Regions from separate parts of the Mus musculus genome. Here all the other regions are linked to region 3. A link is a contact called in public promoter capture Hi-C data. All regions are on one chromosome and are shown on one strand. The core of a region is the stretch at or near the end of the contact, and the rest is flanking DNA. Distances in the headings are between cores, read along the strand shown.

Evidence for each region. Promoter capture Hi-C pulls out the DNA fragments that hold promoters and counts their contacts.
Region 1: a contact with region 3 is called in a promoter capture Hi-C map of hematopoietic stem and progenitor cells, with 4 times the contacts expected there. The contact joins the enhancer-like site here to the promoter of Utp11 in region 3. A contact is called at or near these places in 5 of 39 promoter capture datasets (the 3T3-L1 cell line, hematopoietic stem and progenitor cells, liver and 1 more).
Region 2: a promoter capture Hi-C map of cranial neural crest shows a contact between it and region 3. The contact joins the promoter of Trit1 here to the promoter of Utp11 in region 3. A contact is called at or near these places in 4 of 39 promoter capture datasets (cranial neural crest, liver and pre-B cells).
Region 4: a promoter capture Hi-C map of liver shows a contact between it and region 3, with 2.7 times the contacts expected there. The contact joins the promoter of Stk40 here to the promoter of Utp11 in region 3. A contact is called at or near these places in 3 of 39 promoter capture datasets (hematopoietic stem and progenitor cells, liver and pre-B cells), 5 of 484 Hi-C or Micro-C datasets (B cells, CD4 T cells, Th1 cells and 2 more), 3 of 115 datasets of contacts at active chromatin or transcription factors (extraembryonic endoderm stem cells, large pre-B cells and pancreatic cancer cells) and 1 of 9 other capture datasets (liver).
Region 5: a promoter capture Hi-C map of pre-B cells shows a contact between it and region 3, with 2.4 times the contacts expected there. The contact joins the promoter of Adprhl2 here to the promoter of Utp11 in region 3. A contact is called at or near these places in 2 of 39 promoter capture datasets (cranial neural crest and pre-B cells).
Region 6: a contact with region 3 is called in a promoter capture Hi-C map of pre-B cells, with 4 times the contacts expected there. The contact joins the promoter of Ppie here to the promoter of Utp11 in region 3. A contact is called at or near these places in 1 of 39 promoter capture datasets (pre-B cells), 1 of 484 Hi-C or Micro-C datasets (B cells) and 1 of 9 other capture datasets (adipose tissue).
Region 7: a promoter capture Hi-C map of liver shows a contact between it and region 3, with 2.9 times the contacts expected there. The contact joins the promoter of Mfsd2a here to the promoter of Utp11 in region 3. A contact is called at or near these places in 2 of 39 promoter capture datasets (liver and pre-B cells).

The regions. Positions count from the first base shown.
Region 1 is chr4:122,845,965-122,849,652 of GRCm38.p6, forward strand. Ppt1 (palmitoyl-protein thioesterase 1) reads left to right here. Exons shown (of 9, transcript NM_008917.3): 4 at 7-77; 5 at 2,469-2,571. Among named protein-coding and RNA genes, the nearest start is that of Ppt1, 12 kb to the left of the region's middle. Within about 2 kb of position 2,252, at least 113 of the 459 cell types and tissues checked have an H3K27ac peak or open chromatin away from gene starts, as enhancers often do. A contact at or near this core is called in hematopoietic stem and progenitor cells, where this site is marked.
Region 2 is chr4:123,014,091-123,018,095 of GRCm38.p6, forward strand. It overlaps Trit1 (tRNA isopentenyltransferase 1), which reads left to right and starts at 2,503. Exons shown (of 11, transcript NM_025873.3): 1 at 2,503-2,693. The coding sequence starts at 2,520.
Region 3 is chr4:124,692,227-124,696,029 of GRCm38.p6, forward strand. It overlaps Utp11 (UTP11 small subunit processome component), which reads right to left and starts at 1,328. Exons shown (of 8, transcript NM_026031.3): 1 at 1,214-1,328. The coding sequence starts at 1,276. It also overlaps a transcript of Fhl3 not described here.
Region 4 is chr4:126,101,707-126,105,323 of GRCm38.p6, forward strand. It overlaps Stk40 (serine/threonine kinase 40), which reads left to right and starts at 2,251. Exons shown (of 11, transcript NM_028800.3): 1 at 2,251-2,440.
Region 5 is chr4:126,319,254-126,323,229 of GRCm38.p6, forward strand. Adprhl2 (ADP-ribosylhydrolase like 2) reads right to left here and starts at 2,450. Exons shown (of 6, transcript NM_133883.2): 1 at 2,189-2,450. The coding sequence starts at 2,417. It overlaps Tekt2 (tektin 2), which reads right to left. Exons shown (of 11, transcript NM_001357262.1): 8 at 3,867-3,974; 9 at 3,567-3,710; 10 at 3,319-3,398; 11 at 2,868-3,166. The coding sequence ends at 2,953.
Region 6 is chr4:123,137,912-123,141,717 of GRCm38.p6, forward strand. Ppie (peptidylprolyl isomerase E (cyclophilin E)) reads right to left here and starts at 2,040. Exons shown (of 10, transcript NM_019489.6): 1 at 1,991-2,040; 2 at 955-1,053. The coding sequence starts at 2,021.
Region 7 is chr4:122,959,699-122,963,535 of GRCm38.p6, forward strand. It overlaps Mfsd2a (major facilitator superfamily domain containing 2A), which reads right to left and starts at 1,490. Exons shown (of 14, transcript NM_029662.2): 1 at 1,243-1,490. The coding sequence starts at 1,335.

The DNA.
Region 1 (3,688 bases), core at 1,002-3,501, 1.8 Mb before region 3:
CTCCAGGAGGGCAGTGGCTCAGAGATGCCCAACACCTCCCATGATGACCCTGATCTCAGTTGGAGGACAACATCAAGGTAACGGTCACCTCTTCTTTCCATGATTCTCTTCCCCTTTCCTAATCCATGTCCTTCTGATGTTTTGTATTTCCGTTTTCTTTCATTTTTCCTTCTTTCCTTTATTCTTTCCTTCCTACCCTTTGTTTCTTTCTTTGCTCTTCCTCCTCCTTTTTAGATAAGGTCTTGTTTGGTAGCGTAGGCTACCCTCAAACTCTAAGCAATTCTTCTGCTTCATCTGGCCAGATGTTGAGATCATAGGCATGTATACCCATCGTGTGTGTGTGTGTGTGTGTGTGTGTGTGTGTGCACGCACATGTATGGGGGGCACATGAGGAGGACAGAGGTATTACATTTTTCTGGACCTGGAGTCATGGGTGATTGTGAGCCATCTTGCATGTGTGCTGAGAACTGAATTTAGGTCTTCTGTAAGAGCTGTTGCTGCTCCTAACTATTGAGAGATCTCCACAGTCTTGCCTACTTTTTAAAAATGCAGTATTGCCAGGTGGTAGTGGCTCATGCCTTTAACCCCAGCACTCAGGAGGCTGAGGCAAGTAGATCTCTGTGAGTTTGAGGTCAGCCTGGTCTACAGATGAAGTTCTAGGACAGCCAGGGCTACACAGAGAAACCCTGTCTCAAAAAGAAAAAAGAAAGAGAGAAAAGAAGAAAAGATGTGGTACTTGGATTTGTACCCTGCATCAGCCACCCTTGTCAAATCCCATCTCTACATAATGGGACAGAGTAACTATCACCAATGGAGGAGTAGGGATTGCAAAGCTCTGTAGCACAGGCAAGTCATTAGTAGCCATCTCTTCTACGTAGTTGATTAGATTTCATAGAGATAAGAGTCTGAGCGCAGGGGCTGGAGAGATGGCTCAGTGGTTAAGAACACTGACTGCTCTTCTGAAGGTCCTGAGTTCAAATCCCAACTACCACATGGTGGCTCACAACCATCTATAATGAGATCTGGCACCCTTTTCTGGAGTGTCTGAAGACAGCTACAACATACTTACATATAATAAATAAATCTTAAAAAAAAAAAAAAGTCTCAGTGACAGTGACAGTTGATAGTTAGGAGGACACGCAGAACTGAGTTGAGCTGTGTGGCTGTGTGTGTAGCCTGATGGTGATACGGTTGTCCAGCATGTGCAAGGTCCTATGCTAGCACTACCGGGAAAAGGGAAACATAACAGTGTTCCTGTTCTCTGACAGTTGTGCTGTACAACTAACATTAACTAGGGTGGAGGCTTTTTGTTCTAATTTGTGGTACCACTTAGAAATGTCCATTTGAGGGGAAAGGCGCGTCACTGGATTAGAACTCCTCTCATGCTGTATGTTATTGTCAACATGATTGACAACAGAAATTAAAGCTTGGATGCAGGCTTTAATATTCTTTTTATTTTATGCATTTACTTTAGTTTTTCGAGACACAGTTTCTCTGGGTAGCCCTCCCTGACTGTCCTGGAACTCACTCTGTAGACCAGGCTGGCCTTGAATTCACAGGGATCCACCTGCCTCTGCCTCCCGCTTGCTGGAATTAAAGGTGTGTGCCACTGCCCAGCAATTTTTTATTTAATTTTCTAAAAGCTTTATTTTGTATTTATGTATTATATTCACATCATTTCCAGCCCTCCAACCTCTAGCTCCTCCCACTTCCTCCTAAATTCATTGCCTCTTCTTTAATTATCATCAGTGTGTGCGCTCGCGCATATTGTTGGGGATAAAACCCAGGGTCTCCACGTGTGAAGCAAGAACTCTGCCACAAAGCTGCACCCGAGCTCACATTTGGCCTTCTGAACCCAAGGTGCTCCATATCTGTGGATTCAAAGCTCTACAGCTGAGAACTATTCTGGGAAAGGCATTTGTGTGTGCCTAGAATCCCAGAATTTAGGGGTTGGGGATAGGAGGATTGAGTTTGAGTTCAGCCTGGGCTTTATTAGCCCCTACCCTATCTTCATAAAAAGAGAAAGGGGAGGGGTGGCAAGGGAGGGCAGAGAAAAGTATTCAAGAAACCATTGAATCTGTACTGTTAATATACAGACTCTTTTCTCTCTCCCTAAACAACACACTGTAGTAACAACCCATGGAACATTTGCACTGCATTTAGTGTCAAAAGTAATTCACACAGGAAGGGGAAGTGCACGGAGGAAAGTATGACTGGGGAGAGGAATGGGGACGCGGAACCAGATGAGTTTCCCAGAAAGAGGATGAGGTAACCATGTGCTGCAACAGCCACACGTGCTGTATGTAACAGCCACACATGGGAGGCTGGGGCAGAGGTCCCTGGCGGATTGCCAGAGGGAAACTGGCAGTACTTGGACGTTTTTATTTTTCCTGTTTCACGGTGCCTGCTACAGTGGCACTCAACATGTGATTATTAGAGTAATACATGGCTGTCGTTTTCCTACCCAGGTGTCTTTGGACTCCCCCGATGCCCAGGAGAGAGTTCTCACATCTGCGACTTCATCAGGAAGTCACTTAATGCCGGTGCTTACTCCAAACTTGTGCAAGAACGGTGAGTGCAGCCAGCTGTCAGGTGCAGACTGTGGGAGTGCCCTGCTAGCATGTGTGCTCTCTGACTCCAGGAGCGGCTGCTAGGGGTATCACCACAGTTCATAACTCTAGTCTCGGGATCCTCTGGCCTCCAGGAGCATTGCCTGCACATGGTGCGCAAACATACATGCAGGTAAAAAACCCATATACATAAAAATAAAAATAAATAAATGTGGGGCTGGAGAGAGAGTTCAGCAGTTAAGAGGCTGTTCTTCCAGAGGACCAGGGCTCAATTGCCAGCACCTACATAGCAGCTCACAACTATCTGTACCTCCAGCTCCATAGGACCTGGCTCTCTCAGGGACACAGACAAGCATGTAGTCAAAACACCAGTGCACAATTAAAACTAATTTGAAAAAATAAAAAATAAACTAATGAACAAATCTTAAAAAAAAAAAAAAATTGGCTCGATGTAGTGGTAGACATAGGGACAGAGGCAGGCAGATCTCTGTGAGTTTGAGGCCAGCCTGGTCTACAGAATGAGTTGAGTTCCAGGACAGCCAGGGCTACACAGAGAAACCCTGTCCAAAAAAAAAAAAAAATTAAATTAATTAAAACTAAATTTAAAAAAATAAAAGGACTTGAAGGAGGCACAGAGAACAAGAGAGTAGCGCAGAGCCAGCACAAGATCTCAGCATGTTTTTGAAAAAATACAAACAGAAGGCCGGCTGGGCTGTAAGAACCATGTGGCTCAGCCAAAAGGTTTTACCTCCCTCCATAGAAGGCTCATTGCAGAAAACCATGCTCTAGAGCCCCAGGAAAGCCTGGAGACTGGGGGATGTACGGTAAGTGGGCAGGTCCAAACTAGGGCCTTTTGGAAACCTGAGGCAGGAACAGTCTGAGTCCCCAGTTCCCTGACTCGAGCATCCAGGTCACTACCTTTTTCCACCCTGGACCCTGCCAGGAGACACAATCTACTCTCTCAGCGATTTAACTGGACGACCCAGATTTAGAGCTAACGCTATGTCCCAGGCAGGAAGTGACTAAGGGAGAATTCTCAGCGGGGTGGCAACCTTCCTTTATTTAATCCTAGCACTTTGGAGGCAGAGGCAGCTGGATCTCTGAGTTTGAGGCCACCC
Region 2 (4,005 bases), core at 1,253-3,752, 1.7 Mb before region 3:
TTGCCTTGGTAACAAGAGCCTCTTCCTCTTCTGGTCTCTTGGTGGTAAATTCCTCCCTCCTGTTTCTCTTTCTCTAGTAACAGTCACCTGGTCATGACTTGGACAGTGCAAGCCTATCTGTGAGTGAACATAGTCTGTCATCGTGAGACTGTCATCATAAAATCAGCTTCCCCTTTCTCTTTATGTACATCATTCCTCCGGCCTGCCATCTTTCTGGTGGTTGTCATGGTAACCATACCCTCTGAAAGTCTCCAGGCAAAGGCTCTACAGTTAACAACCATCATGTGAGAGTGTCTGCCGGATATGTGGCCACACATCTCCATTTTAAACTCAGCCCCAGGCGGGTACCACAAATTAGAGAGAACAAGGCTTTCCATCAAAATATCCTGGATTGAGTGAAGGAGATCTTAGGGACCAAGGACTAGGAATGGGAGTTCTCCTAAACAATATTTGTAGCTATATGGTTTAGCCTAGGTCTGGGAGAGTGGCCATTTAGCCTAAGGAGATTGAAGTGATGAAAAATATAATGGCAGTCATTCTAGGTAGGCCAGTGATATACTCAGGATTTCTGGATGTGTGGGGGACTATGTTAGCTTTTCTCCTAGGCCCCGCCCAACAGTTACCTAGCAACAGCCAGGTACTAGTCTGGCTCTTATTATCTGACTGTTCAGGCTTGCTCTCTCTCTCTTCTCTCTCTCTCTGCCCCCTCCCCACGTTTTCCCAGCCAACCTCTTCCCTTCTCTCTCCCTCCTCTCTCTTTCTGCCCTTCTCTGTCCCCTTTCTTTCTCTGCCTCCACTCCCTTCTCATCCCTCAAATAAACATTTCCTACTAGACCCATTGGGTGGCTGATACCTGGGGGTGGGGGTCTCAGCGGCCCCATGCTGAGGCACCTCCTCCTGCTGCATCATGCCACCACATTACAAAACATATCAGACTACTCGTGGCTTTACCTAGGAGCTAGACCGAAGCAGTCTCAGAGAAAAAGCACTTATGCCCCCGCCCCCATCCCAAGTGCTGACTGAACCCAGAGCCTCATGCTGACTAAGCAAATGCTCTACCACTAAACCTGCATCCTCAGACCCCTTAAACTGCCCAACTAGCTAGAGGTTAGCAGAAGGGGTATTTAAGCATCTTTACACGTTATTGAAAGATTCTCTGCCCTTAGGCTTTTGCTCTTACTTATTTAGGGAGGCAGATGGGATTGTACAATTATAATAACACAAACTGTTTAACAAATGGTGGTTGTTATGTGCCAGTGCATTTGAAGCAAGCACTTTCCAGACATTATTTCACCTTTTCCTTATGGCAATCCTTGGAAGAATGGAAAGATAAAATTGCTGAGGTTAAGAGGTGAAGTAAGGGTCTGAAGTGTGCTCAGCTCAGTGCTAGAGTGTATATTCAGCACCCAGGGGGGGCCTGGGTTCAGTCTTCAGACAAAGAGAAAAAAAAATGCTGCTAATGGAATTAATTCTGATGAGAATTAATCAGCTCTCAGCTGATAAGTCTGAGAGCTGGAATTTGAATCTAGGTTCATCGGGTTCCATAACCATTCTTTCTTAATTTTAAACTTCAGTGTGTGTGGTGTGTGTGTGTGTGTGTGTGTGTGTGTGTGTGTGTGTGTGTGTACAGAGGTCAGCATCAGCTCTCTCCTTCCACATGCGGATCCTGGAGATTGAACTCAGGTCATCAGATCTGGCTGCCAGCAACTTTACATGTTAAACCATCTCTCTGGATTCTTAAAGCCATTTCTCAAAGTGGTGTGTGGAATCTTGAAGTCTGGCCATCCTTGATTCTGATTTTTCTTTCCCTCACTTGTATCTGCTTTACCCTTTGATTTTCTTCTGCTTCCTCTTCTAATTTTTGGGTTGTCATTCACTTGCTTGTTCTTTTGCTTTTAAGCCTATCTCTTGACTGCTTTATGCCAACGCAGAGCTTTGTCCTGCTTTCTGATTGTGTCTAAATGAGTGTGGAATTCAAACATTAGAGCCATGCTCTTGACTGAGAATTGGACAGATCTGATTTTGAAGAATGACTGAGAATCGGACACTCTCTGAGCTTATTAAATCCAACGCTAAGGTAGGCAAGTCGTTTCTCTGTCCATTTAATCATTGGTGGGTGCCTGTGCTAGGCACAGGAGACTCAGCAATGAACTAGTCAGAATGTGCTTCTTGTCTTTGTGAAATTAACAGCCTGTGGTAGAACTCAGACAATAAACCAGAGGCCAGTTATACAGTTTTATTCTTGAATTAATGCTATGAGGAAAAAGAATTGGGTGCCTGGACGCAATGTAGACAGAAATATTTTAGATGGGCTGCCATCTCTCCTTTGAGAAAGCAAGTCGGTGGGCTAATCTCAGCTAGTCGAAGGCAGTTACGTCATGGGCCTCCTAAGCTTGGTACCTTTGTCCCACAGTTTCCTCCTTTCCACCCTCCCCGCGTTCTGAGCCGGAGATCCGCGCCGGCGCACTGACTGTTGCCATGGGGACAGCTGCTTCGGCGCATGCTCAGATGCCTTCAAGATGGCGGCTGCGGCTGCTGCACGAGCAGTTCCTGTGAGCTCTGGATTCCGAGGCCTGCGGCGAACACTGCCACTTGTAGTGATTCTCGGGGCTACTGGGACTGGCAAGTCCACCCTGGCTCTGCAGTTAGGCCAGCGGCTCGGCGGCGAGATCGTCAGCGCCGACTCCATGCAGGTATGGCAGCGTGCTTGGCCCGGGGGCCTGGGAACCCTGGAGGTCGCGTGCGGGCCTCTGGACTAGGGGACACCCTGTCGCGTGGCTGTAGTGGGTGAACCTCGAGGCGTATGGGGATCCAGATGAAAGGAACCCACACCTGCTAGGTACCCATTCCAATGGCAGACAGTGTCCATTGTGTCCTGTGATCGCTAAGTAACTTCTCAGGCCATTACTCTTTCGTAGATAGTACCAACAGTTTCATTTATGGATAAAAATGTTGGGGGCTGGGGAGGTGAAGTGACCTTGTGCGTGGCACATTGCAAATAAATGGAGGAGAGATAGTGGAACGTTTAAGGTTGACATCCGGTGAATTTCAGTAAGTTAATTATTCCCAAATTTTGCCATAATTCTAATTCTAGCCCAAGGTAAGTCAGATGCCACCTGTGAGTGTCTTCTTGGGCACTAGAGCAGTCAGAGGCAGCCACTGGCTTCGTGACTTCAGATCAACAGTGCCCTTTACTTGAATATTATATTTGTAAAGTGGAGGAAATGTCATTTGCCCCACAATCACAAGGCTAAAGTATTTAATAAGTGAGACATTGGAGTGTTACAGTGGAGAGAGGGAGGCCAGCTCGAAGGTCAGACATTGTGGTAAATATTGGCTGAACCTGAGGGCTTTTTTGTTTATTTGTTTTTGTTTTTTAATCCTTTTGTCCTCTTTGCGAGAGGACTTTCGGGGATGTAGGAGCATTTGAGCTAGAGAGTAGGTGACATTTTGGGTGAATGTGAGAAGAATTACAACAGCTGTTAGGCATGTTCAAAGGTGTCGAACATATACAACCAGTCGCAGAACTCATGGTTAGTAACCTAAAATTAGTAATTAATTCTTTGCCCCACTTTACCTCATAAGGCTCCTGACATTGTTTCTACCCTCATAATTTATTTTTCCATGATAAGATCATCAGCTTATACTAAAAGGTAAGGTAATGTAACAAATAGTTGTTTGCAGCCTGCTTTGTGCCAGCTTAGGGAGATAAAGAGTTTAGCTTGAACTGAATCTCAGCCAGATTTTTTTTCCCCCAACTTTTTGCTACATGAACAAAGATACCTTTGTTCCTTTGCTAAAATAGGAAGAATATAAAAAACAACCTTGTGATCATTAAATGAAATATATGTGAAGCACTTATTACAAGTGTTTAAAAAATATGTTAACAGTGAAAACTATGGTGACTGTGTGTGTGTGTGTATATGTACATTAGACCAAACTCCTTATATTGGGGAATGTTAGTCTGGCTAAACATAGAGTAAGACAGAGCTAATAAGTGAACAG
Region 3 (3,803 bases), core at 78-2,577:
CACACTCAGTAATCTTTTAATTTAAAAAATGTTAGTGTGGCCGGGCAGTGGTGGCGGCGCACACCTTTAATCCCAGCACTTGGGAGGCAGAGACAGGCGGATTTCTGAGTTCGAGGCCAGCCTGGTCTACAAAGTGAGTTCCAGGACAGCCAGGGCTATACAGAGAAACCCTGTCTCGAAAAACCAAAAAAAAAAAAAAAAAAGTTAGTGTGTGTGTGAGAGAGAGAGAGATAAAGAATATGAATGAATGTGAGTGCAGGGCCTATGGAGGCCAGAGGGGGTGGTGGAATTCCTAGAGTGGAGTTAAAGCTATTTGTGAACCCACAATGTGAGTGCTAGGATTTGAACTCTGAGAGAGCAGCCGAGTACTCTTAACGGCTAAGCCCTCTCTCCAAGGCTTGTTAAAAGCTTGTTTGAACCAGTTATGATGTAATTTCTGAGAATGGCAAAGTGGATAAAGTGATTCTGCATACATCTTTATTTGTATTGCATATCCAAACCCTAACACATTCTCCTGAGTAAATCCACACCTATTTATTCTAACTAAATTAAGTGGGGGAACTCCCCACTTCCCTCCTTTTTTTCTTCTTACCAAGGACTACGCCTACTGCCCTTACTTGCTAGGCAAGCAGTTCACCATTGAGGCCTATGTCTAGAATTTTTTTAGATTTTTGAGTCAGGTCTAAGTGACCCAGACAGGCCCCGATTTTGGGATCCTTCTGCCTTGGCCTCTTGGGTAGATGCCATTATAGACCTGGGCTATGAGGTCCAGCAAAGTTTGTAAATGGTCAAGACATTCTCCAGAAGGGATAAGGAAAGTGCCACGATTTTAGGGGGAAGCATATGACAGATCTACACGAACCGCAAATCCCATGCCAAAAGTTGGGCCCAGTTTAGGAACACCCGGGCATGCGTCGGTTGTGAGGCGCCTACTGTCGCTGGTCACTCGGTTACATTCCTTTGACTTTGGTCTCAAGTTCCCAGGGAAAGGCCTCTAGCACACCCTGCCTCACTCAATTACCCACTGACCCTCTACCGTAGAGAATGACAATCCTCCTACCCTGTCCCTGGGTCTCCCCGACAAGGCACGCTGGGGTCAGGCCCCATGTGTTGGGTATTGACTGAAGGCAGATGCGCTGTCCCGTATCCGGATGCAGGGACAGCGAGGGGGCGGGGGCCACTGCAGGCGCCCCTGAGGCTTGCGAGGGCCTACCTGGCTTCGTTCTCGGTGTTCCCGCTGCCGGGTCTTGGCTGCCTTGCGAAAAGCCGCCGACATGCCTACTGAGGTCTAGGAAATGCTCAGCAAACTCCACCACCACGACAGCACTACCCACCCCGCCGCGTCCGCCAAGACACCGGAAGCAGGCCCAAGACGCGGCTTGCAATGCAGCCTATCAGAAGCCTGCTTTACCGGAAATACAGCCCCTCTCAAGCGGCCTGAATCGGAGGGTTCTGGGAGATGTAGTTTCCAAAGCTAGAGTCTTGGGATTCTTTCACAGCTCTCGGTTCGCAGAGAACGTCCACTGGTCCAGAGACCTAGACTTCGCTCCAGGCCGCACGTTGGCATCTGGGAACACATGGCTGGCACTGCTCTCTGGCTACGCTCGGCTTGCGTGTGCGCATGTGCTGTCACCTGAGACTTGGTGTGGGTTAAGATTCTAAGTAGAACTAGAACGTGGCTCACACCTTTAACCCCAGCTCTCTGGAGGTAGAAGCTGGCAATTTTCTGTAAGTTCAAGGCTAACCTGGTCTTACATAGTGATTGCCAGGCCAGCCAGGGCTACATAGTAAAATAAATCGCAGTCTAAAAACAAAACAAAAACAAACAAACCAAAAACTAGAAATAATGTGAATCTTACAGTATACTAGAAAGAGTACTTTAAAACCATATTTGGCTCCTCAGCTGACTTCTGGCTGCGTGGCTCTGAGCTGATTGCTTGACTTTAAAGAGCATCATTTTTCTCACCCATAAAACGAACATAATAATAGCAGACTGGTCTTGCTCATAGGAGTATCAAGGGCTCTGAGTGGCAGAACTGTATCTATAAGCAGAGTAGAAAAGAATCATCTAATAGCAATAAAGTTCCGAGTCCTTCACAGCCATCAAAGTTGTGCGTCTAGCTGGCCGACTTAACATAAGGTAGTTAATGTGATGGATAGAGAGCCGCGAACTGTGGAGGGAGTGTTCTGGTGCCAGCTCTGCTCTTAACCAAGGAAAGTTAGTTTTGCTGAGGCTTGGTATCCACATCTAGTTGTAAAATAATAAAATAATACTATACCCTCAGGATTTTGAGGTTTAAAAGACATATGTTTTCAGTGCTTAATGTTGGGTTTACTTGTTAGCAGGTTCACAATAAAATTGATTTGTTTCTGTTTTTGTTTTGTTTTGTTTTGTTAGTTTGTTTTATTGGGGTTGACTTAGTCTGATTAGGTTTGATGTTTTGAGGCAGTGTCTAGCTATGTAGGCCTGGCTGCACTGACACTCATAGATCAAGCTGGCCTCAGATTCACAGTGATCTCTTGCGTCTGCAAAGAGCTGGGATTACAAGTGTGTGACAGTGTGCCCAGCCATCCTGTTATTTTTGTCACCACTAAAGCTACCTTTAAGTAGCACAAGAGAGAGTTGGACCCAGCCAAGCATCACAGCAATGTTTGGGTTTGTTTGTGCTCTCCCCCCCCCCATGCCTGCCACCCTCCACCCCCACCCCCACCCCACCCCCGTATGTTTTCATCTGTTGGCATTTGGAATCTTTTCCACTATGGGAGACTAATCTTCAGCCAGCTCCTTGTTGTTTTTGTTTTATTGAGACAGGATGTCACAATGTAGTCCTAGCTGTCCTAGAAGTCACAATGTAGACCAGGCTGGCCTCGAATTCACAGACATCCACTTGCCAAGTGCTGGGATTAAAGACATGTACCACGACACAGGCTTCCAGACTCTTTAATTGCATCCATTTTACCTGACCCTGGTAAAGTCTCTCCTACTGAAGAACACATGGAAGCCCTCTTCAGAGAGTCCAGGGGACAAGTGGATATGAAAAAGGTCACAGTACAAAAAGTCTCTTTCCTGCCTCTACACTTGATCTTTTTTTGCCCAGTTAGGTCCACATGTGTGAGGGAAAACTCTGTTTGGTTTGTCATCCTTGGAAACAAGCTACTTCATCATCTAGTCTGGTACTACCTTCCTAGCCACATCTCAAGAAGCTTAGCTATCTGATAGAATGACCGGATGGTAGCTGTATCCACTCCTGCCTTGTCCCCTGAAGAAGTATTAGTGACCAGCTGCATCTGGGGAAGCCATCGTTGTACCCTGGAGGTGGGGGACTCTAGAGATAACCCTAGATTGGCATTGTACAACTACCACCTATTAGCTTGGCATTAGGGCCACATCGTAAACATCTTTGTAAACCAGTTCGTATGTTTTTTTTTTTCAAGACTAAAAAAATGGGTGATAACGACCACACACGGGACACACACAGCTTTTAGCCATGTGCGCTCTCTGCTTCCCTGCCATGCTCCGCCTGTCACTCATTTTTTCCCTCTGTTACACCCTCGTGGGCTTGAGAGCACAAAGAACGTTTCTAGAGATTTGAAAGAGAGTATTTACTAAGCTCGAGGCTTGCGAGGGCTCTGCACATTGCAACGTTAAGAGTGAGCAATAAAGCCGGGGAAGAAAGGGTATTTTCTCACTAGGAGGAAGGAGGTCTTGTGGTTGCAGGCACCAGAGAATGATTCAGCACCCAGAGGAAGCCATGAGCCGCTTGGCAGAAGAGACCCAGCGCAGTCCTTTGAAAACTCTTGCA
Region 4 (3,617 bases), core at 1,001-3,500, 1.4 Mb after region 3:
ATTGTACCATCTGGGCTACTTCTCTAGCCACTGGGACTCTCTTCTGTTTCCCAGTACTCCTGGCATCCATTCTATTGCTCACCCCCAGTGTGAGTTGGACACTCAGAACCTGATACACCGCTGGATGTGGTGGTGCAGTCTATAATCCAGGCTGCTGGGGAAGTGGAGGTAGGTTACAGGTTCAAATCCAGATAGTACTATAGAGACTAGAGAGCCAGCCTGAGCAACTTATTGAAACTCTGTCTCAAAAACAAAAGCAGTGGAGATACAGCTCAGTGGTGAAATACCTTCTACCACAGAAGAGGCCATAGGTTCAGTCCCAGGTACCAAAAAAAAAAAAAAGCAAAACCAACACCAAACCTTGCCATACTCAGGCCTTGAAGCTTGGACGCAAAGAAGCCAAAACCCAGCTGCTAAGTAGGGTTGGGGTTCTGTAGTCTGAAGAAGCTCCTGGGGGTGAGGTCTCCCCTCCTTCTGTGATAGTCCAATCTGCCTATCTCTTTTCAAGAAGCCATCTTGAGCTGTTGTGACAGGTGTCATTTTGTTATGGCAGCACCATCTGCCAGTGAGCCAGAGTTGGAGAGCCAGCAGGAGACTGTCACCACCCATGTATGTCCCAGAGATCCATGAGTTGGTGTCCTGATGACAGTTTTTTTTTTTTTTTAATCTCCTCTGGCTGGCACTTTCTCCTCCTCTGCTTTGTTAAAACTTCTATATTTTGAGTCAGCTGAGAGCCTACCAGGAGTTGGAATGGTGGTGTCAGCGCCCAGTGATTCATCTTACTGGTAATTAGTGAACTGGAAAACCCAAGATTCATCCCTGTCAAAGGCAGGGCTTCCGGAATCCTTTTTCTCCTCACTTTGTCAGAGAGAGGAGCAAAGTGGGCCGGCCTTCTGGATGCCTGCCTTTGAGTCACGTGCCTCCTAGAGGTTCCCCGACTGAGACCAGTGGGCATCTATAGGGTGTGGTTAGCTGGATGTGAAACTCCTTGGGTCCTCCCATGGTTGGTGTAATGTGTTATCCCCACTTGGGCAGCCAGGATTTACACTGAATTACCTAGTTTGTAAGTGATACAATGGGGATTCAAGCTCTAGCCTTTTTGGAACCCACGAAACTTTCTTCAAACCACAGCCCAGCCATTATTAGCTGGGTGTCACGGCAGAGGTTACCCTCTCTCTCTGAGTGCTACCTTCTGCATTTGTTAACAGGTCTCTAAAAGTGCCTCATTTTGCATAAGACAGGGCCTTAGGAGCTGGTATCATTACTAGTTATTCAGCATTATCTGCAGCTGAATGGCCACCAAGCCAATCAAAGACATTAAGAAAGGATTCAGGCTGGGACTTCATTATGAAGACCAGCCTTCGGTGTCCTAGCAGGGCTTAGTCGTGTCCACGTGTGTCTACACGTGGATCCAGAATGACCCAGGGGAGGGAAGAGTGTCATCAAGTACACTTGTTAACTCTGAGACAAAGGAGTGGGACTATGGCCGCTGGTACTGCTGCCACCGAGCCCTTCTGGCCGCTTCTACACGGCAGTGGACGGAAGCCAGGATTTTCGAGGGCCCCCAGTGAGTCACCAGACTGATGCAATCCCTTTAAAGGGCTCATCTGCTGGTGCAAGAAGCTGATTCATGGAGGGCGTGGCTGCTGAAGGAGGAGAAAGGACGGAAACTGGCAGGAGGGAGTGAGGTAGACAGCCGGCTGAAGTCGTTCATTGGAACTCTTCACTGCAATCTCCCTGGACAAGACTCTAGGGATGTCCAAGATGAACTTGGCCATCTTTGGGGTTTCTGAAGGGCCTAAAGTGAAATGAATTGTGACAGTAGCGACAGCCAATTCTTGACTTCTCTTGTACCCAACTTCAGCACTTTCCCACACAAATTTCCAGAAGCCGAGAAATGGGGAGCAAAGAAAGACTACTTTTCTAAAGAATGCAGTGCAGTTGGCGGGTTTTGCAACCACTTAGAGACGTCCCCAACCCCAGCAAGGAGAGCATAAGTCGGTGAGGTTCTGCAGAGCCAAGGCGGACCGGCGCCTCTGTCCCAGTCCCACTGTAGATGTAGATTAGCGGTAAGTACCGCCCCCTGACTGTCCAATCACTTTACAGATTTCGACCCAGACTCCACCCAGAACCAATTGGCGATCTTATCTGGGCTTCCTGCCTGAAGGCTTCCGCCCATCCTGAAGATGGCGCACCAACCCCAAACTCAGGCGAGGGGGCGGGAGGCGGGGCCGAGAGCCTATGCGTCACTTCCGTTGTCAGGTGGCGGCGCCGCAGCCATGGAGGGAGGCGGCGGCGGCAGCTCTGGCGGCTGCGCTGGGAGGCGGCGGTGAGCGGCTCCCACGCCCCCGGCCCGGCCCCGGCCCCCGGGACGGAGCGCCGAGCAGCCCCGACTCTGGGCTGCGGACTATGGGCAAGGAGCGCTGATTCCCCGGGAAAGGTGAGTTCGGGGTCCCGGGACGCGGAGCCGGGTGGGGGCTGCGTGCTGGCGGGGCGGGCCACCGTGGCGGAGGGACCCCGGTGACAGCCCGAAGCTGACCGGCGCGACCAGAACGGCTATAGTGAATTCCCCCTCCGCCACTGGAGGTCTGTCCTTCCCGGCAGCGGGGGCGTCGGCTGCCGGGAGCCTCGGTCTTTTGCCGCAGCCCTGGGAAATGGGCACTGCTCGCCTTGCCCAGACCCACTCAACCAGTCATCGAAGCAGCCGGCGTTTGGCCCGCTCTAGTTTTTCTCCCAGAGAGACCCGCTCCTCCTCTCCATGCTTCTCTCCTGACCTAGAGAGTGACTTGAAAGTTAGAACGAGTCCCCAAGGAGAGCCAGCCAAGGTTTTCCTCCTGGAGCCCTCACCCGTTGGCACCAACACCATCGCTGCTGGGGAATTTTCACATCCTGGGCGGCGTTCAGGTGCGAGTCACAGCAACCTGCTTGCCAGATCCACGTTGGGCCGGTCTTCACCGTGGGAGAGCTTGCTGTGGTCAGTGTTTCACCTGCCATCCTGGTCAGGCCCGCCCATTCCTACGATGCTTGGCCCCACCTTTCAATCTTGGGTAGGAGCTTTCGGATTCCCGGTGGCTTCTCCGTCCACCCCCACTCCCCCAGGTTGTTGGCAGAAGGAAGAGCTGACAGCCACCTTCGGTGGCAGGATAGACTTTGCTCTGTTTTAAGTCACTGGAGGAAACCGGTTGGCTTTGCTGGTTTTGAGAATCATTGAGGAAGAGGGTAGTCACGCTGGGCTGGGCGCCTTTCCCTCTCGGCTGAGTAGTTTTGCATGAGATAAGGAAGAGCAAAATCCTATAGCCCTTATTTATAAACAACGTTGTGAGTTCCTCCTTAAAGGCCCTGTTATTTGATTGTGGATTAGACTATCTCTGCCAGAGATAGTCCCCATTCATTCATTCATTCATTCATTCATTTTTCTCATAACAAAAGGGCCCTGCCTGTAGAGCCTAGTGCTGTGTAGTATTCGTAGGCTTTGGAGGCTCACTCCTTAAAGCCTGGGATTAAAAGTGTGTGTCAACCTTGCTCTGGACTCCTTAAATTCAGATTCTGGTGCCGCTGCTTTCTGGTTGCCCGACCTTGGGTCATTTGTATTCGTCCTCATTTGCAAACCACTGGCC
Region 5 (3,976 bases), core at 1,200-3,699, 1.6 Mb after region 3:
TCAAACCCTTGCAGCTAGGTCTGCTCCCTACCCCCACCCACCTCATCTTCATCTCCCCTAGCTTCCGGTATTCTGGAATCGCCTCCTCCTTTCAGTTTGTGTTTGGATGGGTATGTCTGCCTTCATGCTCTTAACTGCTGAATTATCTCTGCAGCCCCCTTTGTTTCTGAGACAGAGAGGGTCTCACTGTCAGTAGTCCTATCTCGCCCAGGGCTGTGTAGACCAGGCTGACCTCAAACTTGCTGACATATTCCCACCTCTTTCTTGTAAGTGCTGGAGTGCTGGGGGGTGGGGGTGGTGGTGTCACATGTGTGTGGCACCACATTCATATTCTGGTACTTTTTTTTTTTTAACCCCTCAAGACAGGGTTTCTCTGTGTAGCCCTGGCTGACCTGGAACTCACTCTGTAGACCAGGCTGGCCTCAAACTCAGAAATGAACCTGCCTCTGCCTCCCGAGTGCTGGGATTAAAAGAGTGCGCCCAGCCCTACTCTGATACTTCTAACATGCCACACTCAAAGAGGCTACTAACCTGCTAGGACAGGACCTTTGCTTCACTGAGAGAAGACAGTTACAGAGAATGGACTCGTCTAATGAGTGCCTCCCGGATCCTTCAGATAGCCAGTCCACTCCCTCCTTGTTGTTCAAACTCCATTTCCCCTCTTCTCAGGTGGCCCCTGTGTCCCACGTTCATAGCTGTAAACACATTCCTAGTCTTTGCCAGCCTGGTCATAGGTAAAGGTCACCCTCGCTCACTGGGGTCAGGTGTTGCTCTTTGCCCTTCTCTCTATATGCTCAGCACATGTCTGTGAGTGAGGGGGCACTGTGTGTCCTCCCTCCTTTTGCTCTGTGCCCTGGTCTTCCTGAGGGAGCCGTTCTTCTTTAGTCCTAGCTGGAGGACTGACCTCCTGCCTAGTTAGACGGCAACTTGAAGGCATCCATCTCTTATTGCCAGTCCCTTATGTAGGACTGGGCTCCAGACTCAAGTTGCAATGTTCGTAGAGTTGGAGCAAAGGAGAATCTCTCTCGTTCTCTCTCTCTTTTTTTAAAGATTTATTTATTTGTTATATGTAAGTACACTGTAGCTGTCTTCAGACACCCCCAAAAGGGCATCAGATCCCACTGCAGGTGGTTGTGAGCCACCATGTGGTTGCTGGGATTTGAACTCAGGACCTCTAGAAGAGCAGTTAGTGCTCTTAACTGCAGAGCCATCTCTCCAGCCCCAAGGAGAACCTCTTCTGCAGTGTTACTGGGACCATACTGTAGGAAAAGGAGACTGCCAAAGTGAGCTCCCCCCAAAGGGAAACTCAAGGCCAAGAGGAACCAAGCAAGCTAGTTAGGAGTTGAACTCCTGGACTTAGCACTGCTGGAGGCCAGAACTTCCTTTGGACTCTGTCAGTTCTTTCCACTCAGACCCTCTTAAAATGTGTTTCCTGCAGCCACAGGGTCCCAACTACCACTCAACCTAAAACACACCTTTTTTTTTTCCATCTTACCAAACCATAATGAAATAAAATTTGTCTTATCTCTGCTTCCTTTAACACCCGTTTTCCATGTTCTCGACCAACTCGACATGGTTTTCTGGGTCCAGACTACCCTGACTTTTCTGTAACACACCAGTGTCCTAGTCTTGAAATTCTTTCCTCTGGTTTTGTTACCATCCTTCCTACTTCTCGGCACACCCCGTCCTTCCTCGCTCCTTCCCCTACCTCTAAATGCCTCTTAACTCGTGGAGTCCTCTGGGGTTCTGACGACGGCCCCCTTCTACTATGTTACATGCTCTTCAAGAAGAACCAAGTCTTCTACTGACATCTGACCTGGAATCTGAGGACAAGCTGCGTTTGCAAGCGAAAGGAAGGGACATGTCTTAACAGGCTAGGGACAGCCCTCGCCGACGCCCACATCGGGCCAGCAGTTTGAGAAAGCTGGTCACGACGGAACTGGCCACGCGGGAACTGGCTCTAGCCAAGGTTTTAGGCGAGGCCTGCGCTCTGAATGTGGTCATGGCTGGAGACCTACAACCACGGAGAGCTGGAGCAAACCGATTCGATCCAGGGGCCTTCAGCCTCGTGACTTCGTGGGAGCTCGCCGCAGGAGCCTCCACCTCGGCAGCCTAGTCTGCGCGCGCGCCCCCGAGTCTCGGTCCCCTCGCCCAGGGGTGGGGACCCGATCGGTGGTGCCCCGCCCACCTGTCCGCGCGCTGCCCGGCGTGCCCGGGTCCGGCTCCAGGCTCTCGACGTGACTCAGGACTGATGCCAGGCTGACGGTATCGTGTGCCTCGTAGACAGCGCCCACGCAATCTCCCAGCAGCGCGCCCGCCAGGCAACCTCGGAAGCGCGAGATGGAGCGGGCCGCACTTGCCCCGCCGCCCCCCGCCGCCGACATCGCTGTAGCTGCTGCCGCCGCAGCCACCGCCATCCGCGCGCGGACTAGTCGCCACTTCCGGCATCGATGCTGCCGCCTCTTTGGTCGTCTCTTCCCCGCGGCCCCACAGCGCCCCCTTGTGGCCCGGAGTCTCAGCCTACGTCCTACCCCACAGCGCCACTCAACGGCTGGGAGTCTCAGCGCCCCATAAGTACTCGCACGCTTCGCTTTGGCGCTCCCTACCTTCTCATTTGTAAATGGCACCACAAATGCGGCCGACAGCTCCCTAAAATCCCGCGGAGGACCCTTTGAAAAGCACCTGAACAAGAATGTTGCCCACTCAAAGCCACTGCTGCCCGCGGGCGATCACCTGTATCTTTACACCCGTATTCCTTCTGGAGTCGCTTTGGACTCGACCCCTATGAAGTCTAGGCGACTCCATCGCTCAAGTGGACTGTCTCACTCGGTCAGCCACTCTCATGGGGTAGCAGAAAAGAGCCTGGCTTGAGAACTCCATTTTTATTATTTTACTGTCCCCTCACTACTCCCCCCTCCCACCAATCTTGTGTCTTCCCTCAGCCGCCAAAGCCTAGGTTAGCTCCAGCTGGCAGATTTTGAGTGGACTCAGTGTGCGGTTTGTCGTGCGCGTGAAGGTGTCCACCTGGGGCACAAATTTCTCAGCCGGCACCGTCAGCTTGCGTCGGGTGTCCATACACTTGGTGTCCAAGAGCAGGGTGTTGGTCTTGCACGCGATATCAGCCTGTATCCGGGCCAGGTGCTTGAACAGGGCATCCAAAGCGTTCCTGTAACGCAAAGCATCGGGAGCTCAGAGCCCTACATCAGGCTGCAGGGGCCAGGACATCTCACCAGCATAAAGCCCAGAGAGACCAGCAGGCACTACGGCCCCATGGTTGAGCAGTGCCCCCCACTATTCCTGCCCACTCTCTAAACCTACTGTGTTTGGGCCAGCTTCTGCTTCATGGTATTGATGGTTGCCTCTAACTGGTGGACTTCATCAATGAGGCCATACTGTGTCTGAAGACAGAGGGGCAGGATGGGGTTTTCAGTTCAGCCGCAAGACCCTTCAGCTGGTCGCATAACTGCCTTGGACCAGAATGCTTGTTCCACAAGAAACGTGCGAAGAGGGGTAATACTGAGGTCTCCTTAGCAGACAGGGGTGGTCCCCACCGGGGCCCCTTGTACCTGGTCCCGGCAGAGCTCCACATTGGACCGGTAGGTTCTGGACTCCAGCCGGGTATGTGCAAGCTTCAAGTTCATCATCTTTCTACGCAGGTCCTCCTCCAGGCGCCGAATGTCTCCCTGCAGCTCGGCTATCTCTTCTAAGGTCTGTGGCAGACATTACTGTTCTCCACCGGCAAGACTCACACTAGGGCTCCCAACTGAAGCTTCAGGGCAGGGTTCCTTATGCCCTGCCTCACAGCATGGTGGGAAAGGCAGGGTGGTGGGGTTGGGGGAGGGTAAGGGGGTGGTGGTGACACTCACATTTTTCTCTTGCCACTTGAGCTCACTGTAAAAACTCTCCATTTCCCGAAGCCGCTTCCTGAAGGTGAATTCTGTTGCAACCCTCTGAGCGTCCAGTTCATTGTTGGTCT
Region 6 (3,806 bases), core at 790-3,289, 1.6 Mb before region 3:
TGAAGACAGCTACAGATATAATAGATATAATAATAAATGAATCCTTTTTTTTTTTAAAGCTACATATTGAACTTCAACTTCTCATGAAGTGTAAACTGGCAAGGTAAGTTATTTAGCAAATCAACTATTTATCCAAATCTACAATTTGATTCCAGGTGCCACAGCACACACCTGTAATGCTAACTACTTAGGAAGCTAAGACAGAAGGATCATCAGTTTGGAGGCCAGCCCGGACAACACAGTTAAATCATTTTGAAATAGAAACAAAACAAAAACAAATACAGGCCAAAAAAAAAAAAAAGCCATCAACCAAATATATAATCTGATCAACTACAGATAAATTCTAAAACCTGTAAGGAGATTCAGTTTTATCCTGAGACAAATTCTGAGCTAAGAAAAAGCCCCCACACAACAGTGCCAACTAGAAAGTCAGTAGAACATTTCTTGCATATGTTTCTGCTGTAGCCCAGACTGACCTTAAACTCTATCCTCCCGCTGCAGCCTCTGAATTGCTAGGTTTACAGGCATGTGCCACCGTGGCCATCAACTACTCTACTGGTTTTTAGGGGGTGGGGAGATTCCCCAGACTCAGAGTTTAAAGATCTTGCTATTCCCACCCTGTCTCTCTCCTCTCTGCCCCTCTGCCTCTCTGTGTGTGTCTCTGCCCCTCTGCCTCTCTGTGTGTGTCTCTGTGTGTGTCTCTGCCCCTCTGCCTCTCTGTGTGTGTCTCTGTGTGTGTCTCTGCCCCTCTGCCCCTCTGTGTGTGTCTCTGTGTGTGTCTCTGCCCCTCTGTGTGTGTCTCTGTGTGATTAGTGCTGGGAACTGAAACCAAAGCCTCATATGGTGGGCAAGAATTCTACTAGAACTTAAGAATGTAAATTTAGAACTGGAATGTGACTTTAATTCTTTCCCTATCGGAGGGTAATGAGCGTTAAAGACACTCAAATGACCCACCTGTTTCATAGTCCAGAGGAATTTGAATATCTGTGATGTCTCCAAAGGGGATAAATGCAGCATGAAGAACCTTGTCGTCCACCTCTTCTGCCAGCCCGCCTGCAAATGAGCCAAGGACCTTCTGAGCCGCTGTCCTACACACTCAGAGGTCCCTGCACACCAGGGACTTTGCCTGTCACTGGTATGACAGGCAAAGGGAGGGATCTTTCCATCCAGTCCTTTGTCTACACAAACATCTCTCTCTACAGCCTACCCACACTACTTTCCTTTCTTCAATCTCCTTTTAAACAGTTCTGATTCGATCTCCAACTCTTGTGAAAGCTTTGTAACTGACCTCTCTGCCTCAATTCCTTCCTCCAACCGCCCCCCCCCAACCAAATATAAGTGGAAATGAATCCATCGGTTCTCTTAGACTTCAAAGTCTTAAATGTCACTGTCCTCAAGATAAAGTGAGAGCTCCTTGGTAGTGTACACAGGGTTATCATCCGACTCTCGCCGATCTCTCTTGTATCTTCCATTTTGTTTTCCCCAATTTCCCTGAGTTTCTCGAAAAATGACCCAGCTGCCCCTAGGCGCCAGGCTCTTTTACGCCTTTGAGCTTCGGCTCCGGTGCAGCGAACAGCTTTGCCTCTACTCTGACTCTTTGCCCAACTCCTGCTCAACTTCTGCGTCCCGGCAACAGAAAGTTTGCCCTCACCCAAGTTCCTGTCATCATTGTTAGTCCCTATTACAACGCTAGGGTGTGTAGGTTATTTCCCACTTTCTCCTAGATAGTCTGGTAACTCCTCCTTTAGGGCAGAGATCCAGCCATTCCGCACTGAATGTTTGTAAAACGAATGGGCGGGAGGGATTTGGAAGCCCAAAATTCTTGTCACTCGTCGGGGTTCCTGTGCGCTTAGTGGACTAGGAAGGTCGCCGGAATTGTCCTTCCATCTCGGGCTCACACCCTCAGGCCCAGCAAGCCCTCCATAGACCCCGGCTGCTTTCCCCCTTTCCCACATTGCTCAGACTAAGTCTAGCTCCCGCGCCTGCTCACCCACGTACAGCACACGCTTGGTGGTGGCCATCTTGCTCGCGCCCGTTTCCGCCGGAAGCCGGCACTCGGCCGGCCCCCTCGCCGTCGCCCCTCCCCTTAGGTCGGGGCGGGTCTTTGTGCGGCTGCAGGCTCCGCCCCTTCTTGGCTGTAGCTCCCAGAGCTGGAAGGAAACAAACCTTGGTCTGATCAACCTAGATATTAACGGCAATTGAACCATTACCAACACACTATGGTCCGGGCTGTCCAGGCAGCTGTTTTTGGCCAATTCGGGAGCCAAGAACGGTTTTTACACTTTGAACCGGGGTGAGGCGAAGGATCGACAATATTTCTTGAGAGATGAAAATTATATGAAATTAAAATTTCAATATCACGAAGTTTAATTGTTAGAGTATAGCCACATCCGTTCCTTTTCTATTGTCTGGCTGCTTTCATGTTACAAAGGGAAGAGACCTGTTCCTCCCACGGCCATTGATATTTTACCATCTGGCCCTTTGGGCAAAGTGTTTGCTATACTCTTGTTCTAACGTAATATTTAAATTTATAGGTTCTCAATAGCAGTACAAAACAGTAGGATCACATTTGTTTGCTTGTTAGAGTATCCCACTATGCCTTCCAGATCTCAGCCTCCCCAGTGCTGAAATCCCAATTGAATACCACCAACCTACCTCAAATAGAAATTTAACAAGTTTTATTTTATGTATTTATTTTGAGACTGGATCTTCCTATGTAGTCCTGAATATCTTGGAATTCACTATGTAAACCAGGCTGACCTTGAACTTACAGAGATCTCTTCCTGAGGGTTGGGACTAAAAGCATATACCACCACAGGAAGCTTTGCTGTATTGTTAAAGGGCTCTAGCAGGCCCAAGCTTGGTAAGCACAGGTGTGGCAGGCCTTGTCCTTCTCCCCATTCCCTCTGCCTTGCTAATAAACAAACAAACAAACAGGGTTATATTCCTAAAGCTAGCCGTAGGCCAAATAAGGTCTATTCCCTTATTTGGCCTCCTCCTGAGGATGATCACCAAGGTCCAGCTATCAAAGTATTAAAGTTCAACAATTGTATTAGTCAGGGTTCTCTAGAGTCACAGAACTGTGGGTAGTCTCTATATAGTAAAGGAATTTAATCTTAATCTTTGATCTCCCTGTCTTAATCTTCTGAAATCCATAGCCACTATGCCTCAAGATCTCCATACTGAGATCCAGGTCAGAAACTTCTATCTCTCAGCCTCCAGATTAGGGTCACTGATGAGCCTTCCAATTCTGGATTGTAGTTCATTCCAGATATAGTCAAGTTGACAACCAGAAATAGCCACTACAACAGTCAAATCCCCCCTTGGCCTACCCTAATTAATACGGTCAACCAAAACATGACCACCACATCCTAGCCATTCTATCACAGATTCCCCTCTTTTTCCTCTTAAAAAAACATCACACCCACAAGGTCATTTGCTGCTGCTGTCTGCCTGAGCGGAGAACAGTCACTTTCCCCTGCTCAGTAAAGGATCTCTCTATGGAAATAGGTGTTTGAGTGTGGTTTGTGCCTAACCCAGTGTTCAAGAGGGAACACTGTGTGCGGGTCCCTTCAGTTACGGTGCTGGAGATCAGACGTAGAGCTGAAGACCATTCCTCGGCAAATATTCTACCACTGATCCATATCCTCAGCTACTGTAGGCAGAGCATTTAGATTTTCCTGAGGTAACTTTTATAAACTTTGTTATTCAAATGTGTGTGTATACGCATACTTGTGGAAGCCAGAGGACAACTTGATGGAGTAGATTCTCTCCTCCTACCAGATCAGGTCCCAGGTTTGCAAGGC
Region 7 (3,837 bases), core at 240-2,739, 1.7 Mb before region 3:
TAAAGTCTGAGGCCAACCTGGTCTACAGAGCTAATTCCAGGTCAGCCAGGGATACAAAGAGAAACCTGTCTCAAATAAGTAAGAAAATAAATGAATAAATAAATAAATAAATAAATAAAATCTTCTCCCAGGCCCTCAGCTCCTTTCCAAGTTACCCAGAAAGAGCATGCGGTAGCAATGGGCCTGTCCCTACCTGGCACTAGCTGCCACAACCTGAAAATCCTCTTGCTGCCAAAAGTTCCCTGAGCCCAGCCCAGGCTCCCTCCCTGACGCCCCGCAGCAGCTAGGATCCACCTGCGTCCTGGATGAGTGCACCAGAAGGGGGGGGGGCGCCCAGCCCGCTGCATCCTCAGCTGTTCTTTCAATCTGTCCCAAAGTTCCCGGGCCCCTGTAGGGAGTCTTCAGCTCCAGGCAAACCCTTGAGCAGTCCTACCATCCATCTGCCTAACACGCACCCTTTCCAGCTCCTAGGGGACCTTGGAGAGGGGTAAAAAGGGCTCCAGGTGCAGGGCTCAGCCCTCTCCGGGTGGAGCACTAGGGGAGGCTGAGGTTGCCCAGGGAAAGTAGAGATTACTCATACATGGTAACAGCATAATTGCTTACTCGTTTCTTCCAAGAACAGTTAATAAAATTAAAAGGAAAAGTTAAGCACCTCCCAATTAGCTATATTGTGAGAGATTCCTTTCCTGGGGCCGCATGGTTTCATGGTGTGGTTAAATAGATCCAAAGAGTTAGAACGGATCGGAGAGAGAGGATGTCGAGACACGCGGAGCTCTGTGCATGTGAACCCTCAGTCACACAAACGCTTTCGGTATGCGGCTCCTTTAAGAGCAAAGCCCTTGTTCTTATGAATGAACTTGAGTGGCCCTCCTCAGAGTTAAAGCACGAGAGTGGGGGGTGGTGAGAGATGGAGAACCAAAGGGACTCTCAGACTTCTGGGGTCTCTTCAGGTCTAGGGAGAGAAACTAGTGTGGCTCAGCACAGTAGAACCTAGAGCGCTGGGGAGAGCCCCACGCCGCGTAGAGTTGCCGGCGCCTCTCTTGGCGCAAACCCATTGTAGGGGTGTGCAAAGGGGCTTCAGACTTTCTCCATCACTCCCGGTCCCAGAGCACTCCTTGCTTTTTTCAAGCTTCGCTGTACCCTGTTACCGCCAAGTGTCCCAAGGCCAGACCTAGTCTCCGACGCCCCTATACCCACATCCCGGCCGGCCCACCACCCCTTGCCCTCCTCTCGGGACCTCACCTTCACCTGGACCGGCCGTTCACTGGCTTGGAGGATGCTGGTGGGGAGCAGCCCCGCCGCGGAACCGCTCTCGGCGCCTTCTCCTTTGGCCATGACCCGCGGGCCACGCCGCGTGGGACCGGGACGCCGGGATGCTCTTGTGTTCTGCCGGCCGGCACTCGCCTGTGGCTCCGATCCTAGGCGCAGCCCCAGCCACTACTACGTTCGCTAGCACTTAGCAAACCAGGAACGCCGGCGATGAAAACTCCCTAGCACGTCCCCTCCGCGCCTCTTAAAGGTTCGGGCCTGCGCCTCCAGCCAATCCCTGCACGCGCCTGCCCATCTCGGCTGGCGGAGCCTCGCTGCTCAGCCACGTTCTCAAAGCCGGCAACCCACACCGCGTGCTCCTAACTACCTAAGCAAAGCTGAGAAACCCACCTGACTCGCCCGAGGAAACTGAAGTCCCAGGCTGAAAGTGACCTGTCCGAGGTCCCCCAGAGTGAGTTTTCCCTGAGTAGAGCCTGTGGCCCTTGACTTCTGAATCCCCATCAGCTCCTTTTAAAATCCGGAGTCAGGTGGCTTCTCCCCTCCCCCAAACCTGAGGCCATGGGCTGTAACTTTCATTATCAATGTCCCTCGTGTCTCAAGATCGACAATTTCCTCTTCCTCCCTTTGAAAAGTAGGGGCCTTTTTCAATGGGACAGAAAAATTACCAAGTCCAGTGGCTACCGCTTCCAGGCAGGGGAACTCGCAAGTTCTAAGAAGGAGCCATGGCCACAGCAGCCGTTTATGGGTAGCTTTCTAACAGGCTTAACATGACCTCACTGGGTGCTTATGAACGCCATCTGAGGGTGGTACTATTATTATCCCCATTTTACAACCCAGGAAAGGGGGACACAAGAAGAACAGCTGTTGCGACACAGACAGGCCAGAAAGGTTTTGTCCAGTTCCAAAGTCTTTACTCATAACTCTCCTGCTCTGCCCCTCAGCATAAATTACAGAAGGCTGAGCTATGTCTGTGCTCCCAGACAGGAAGCCCTGGGAGATACAAGACGCCAGCAGCCCTCTGTGTCGAAAAGAAAAGAAAAGAAAAGAAAAGAAAAGAAAAGAAAAGAAAAGAAAAGAAAAGAAAAGAAAAGAAAAGAGAGAAGAGAAAAGAAAAGCTTTGAGAAAGAGCATGCAGAGGAATGTGGTCCTTGAAAGAAGGGAGGACCGTCATCATCTAAACAGAGGCCAGGCATAGGTGCCAGCAGAGAACGGTCTTTGCTGCCTTTCCTTCCACCTCTGCTAATGGCACTCCAGCCTTCACAGATCCCCAGGAGCCTGGGTCAAGTCCAGCTCTCCCTCTTCAGTGAAGTTACTGCTTAGACTCTCAGAGACCGCTCACACAGGACCTGTGTTTCTCAGTGTCAAGCTTTTTTTTTTTCCCCTCCTCTTAGTTCAGATTGCAGGGAAGAGCTATTGAGATCTGACTCCTCCACAATGGCCACAGCACCCTTGTGTGCCCTGGCACATCACTGTCCAGAAACAAGCCAAGGGAAATAGTGAAGACTGTAAGAAGGCCTGTTGTCCCCACTGTCACACTGCCCTCTCTCTCTTCCATACTATAGGAGGGAAGCTATGGAGTCCTGTACAGTCTCTTCCAGCCCTAAATTCTTCACTCCTTTGAATGGCAGCATTCCAGAAGTGATCTGAATAACCGAGCCAGATTATGCCCTCCTTGAAAATAAGAACTCTATCTCTTTCACTCCCATATCCCACTAAATCACAGTGAGTGTGAGCTGAAGCACCAGAGGAGCCAGCCCATTCAGAAAAACCCCAGGCACCTCCATGGACGGGCTATCTAGTTGTTCCTGAACAACTTTATTAACCTCCTTGTGTACAAAATAGGGACCTACCTAATAGCGTTGTCTGGGGGATAAGACAAGAAGTTGTACAGGAAACATTTCGCGCACAAGGACTCAGGAGCTGAGGCTGGGCTAGTTCCCCTCCTGGCCCGATTCCAGTCTGTCAGTGTAGCAACGCAAGATTCCAGATATGGCCTGACCAAGCCAGTACAATAGACCTATTATTTCCCCCAGTCTGGACACGACACATTGTTAATGCAGCCTAAGACTGCTGGGTTTCAGAGCCTTTCTCTCCCGTGATTAGTTCCCATCAGGTTGTGGTTAGCTAAATTATTCAGATTCTTAGCACCAGAGCTTGGGGTCAAGTCAGGTTTCTTCACCATCCTCTATTCTGTGTAGTGTCCCCAAGCGCTCAGCAGAATAATGACATCTGGCTTACTTCCGCCTGTGGACATTGTTTTGAATCCTAGCTCTATTGCCCACGATTTTCTTCCACTCTGAATTCAGGCCCAGCTTGTTCTAACTTCTAGCCCTACTGGTCAGGACAGAGCTCTGTAACGCAACCCGAGAGACAGTAAATCATCATGAGCAAATCAGAGCATCATAAACCCAACAGTCCCCAGTCACCAAATTCTCACTGTTTCCTGAGCAAGCATGGTGCTCAGTGCTTTTGCTTTGTGTATACCATCTAATTTACTTATTCCAACACTGATGACAGAGGGTGTTTTTGTTACCCCGTTCTACAGATGTTTAAACCCAAAACTAAAAG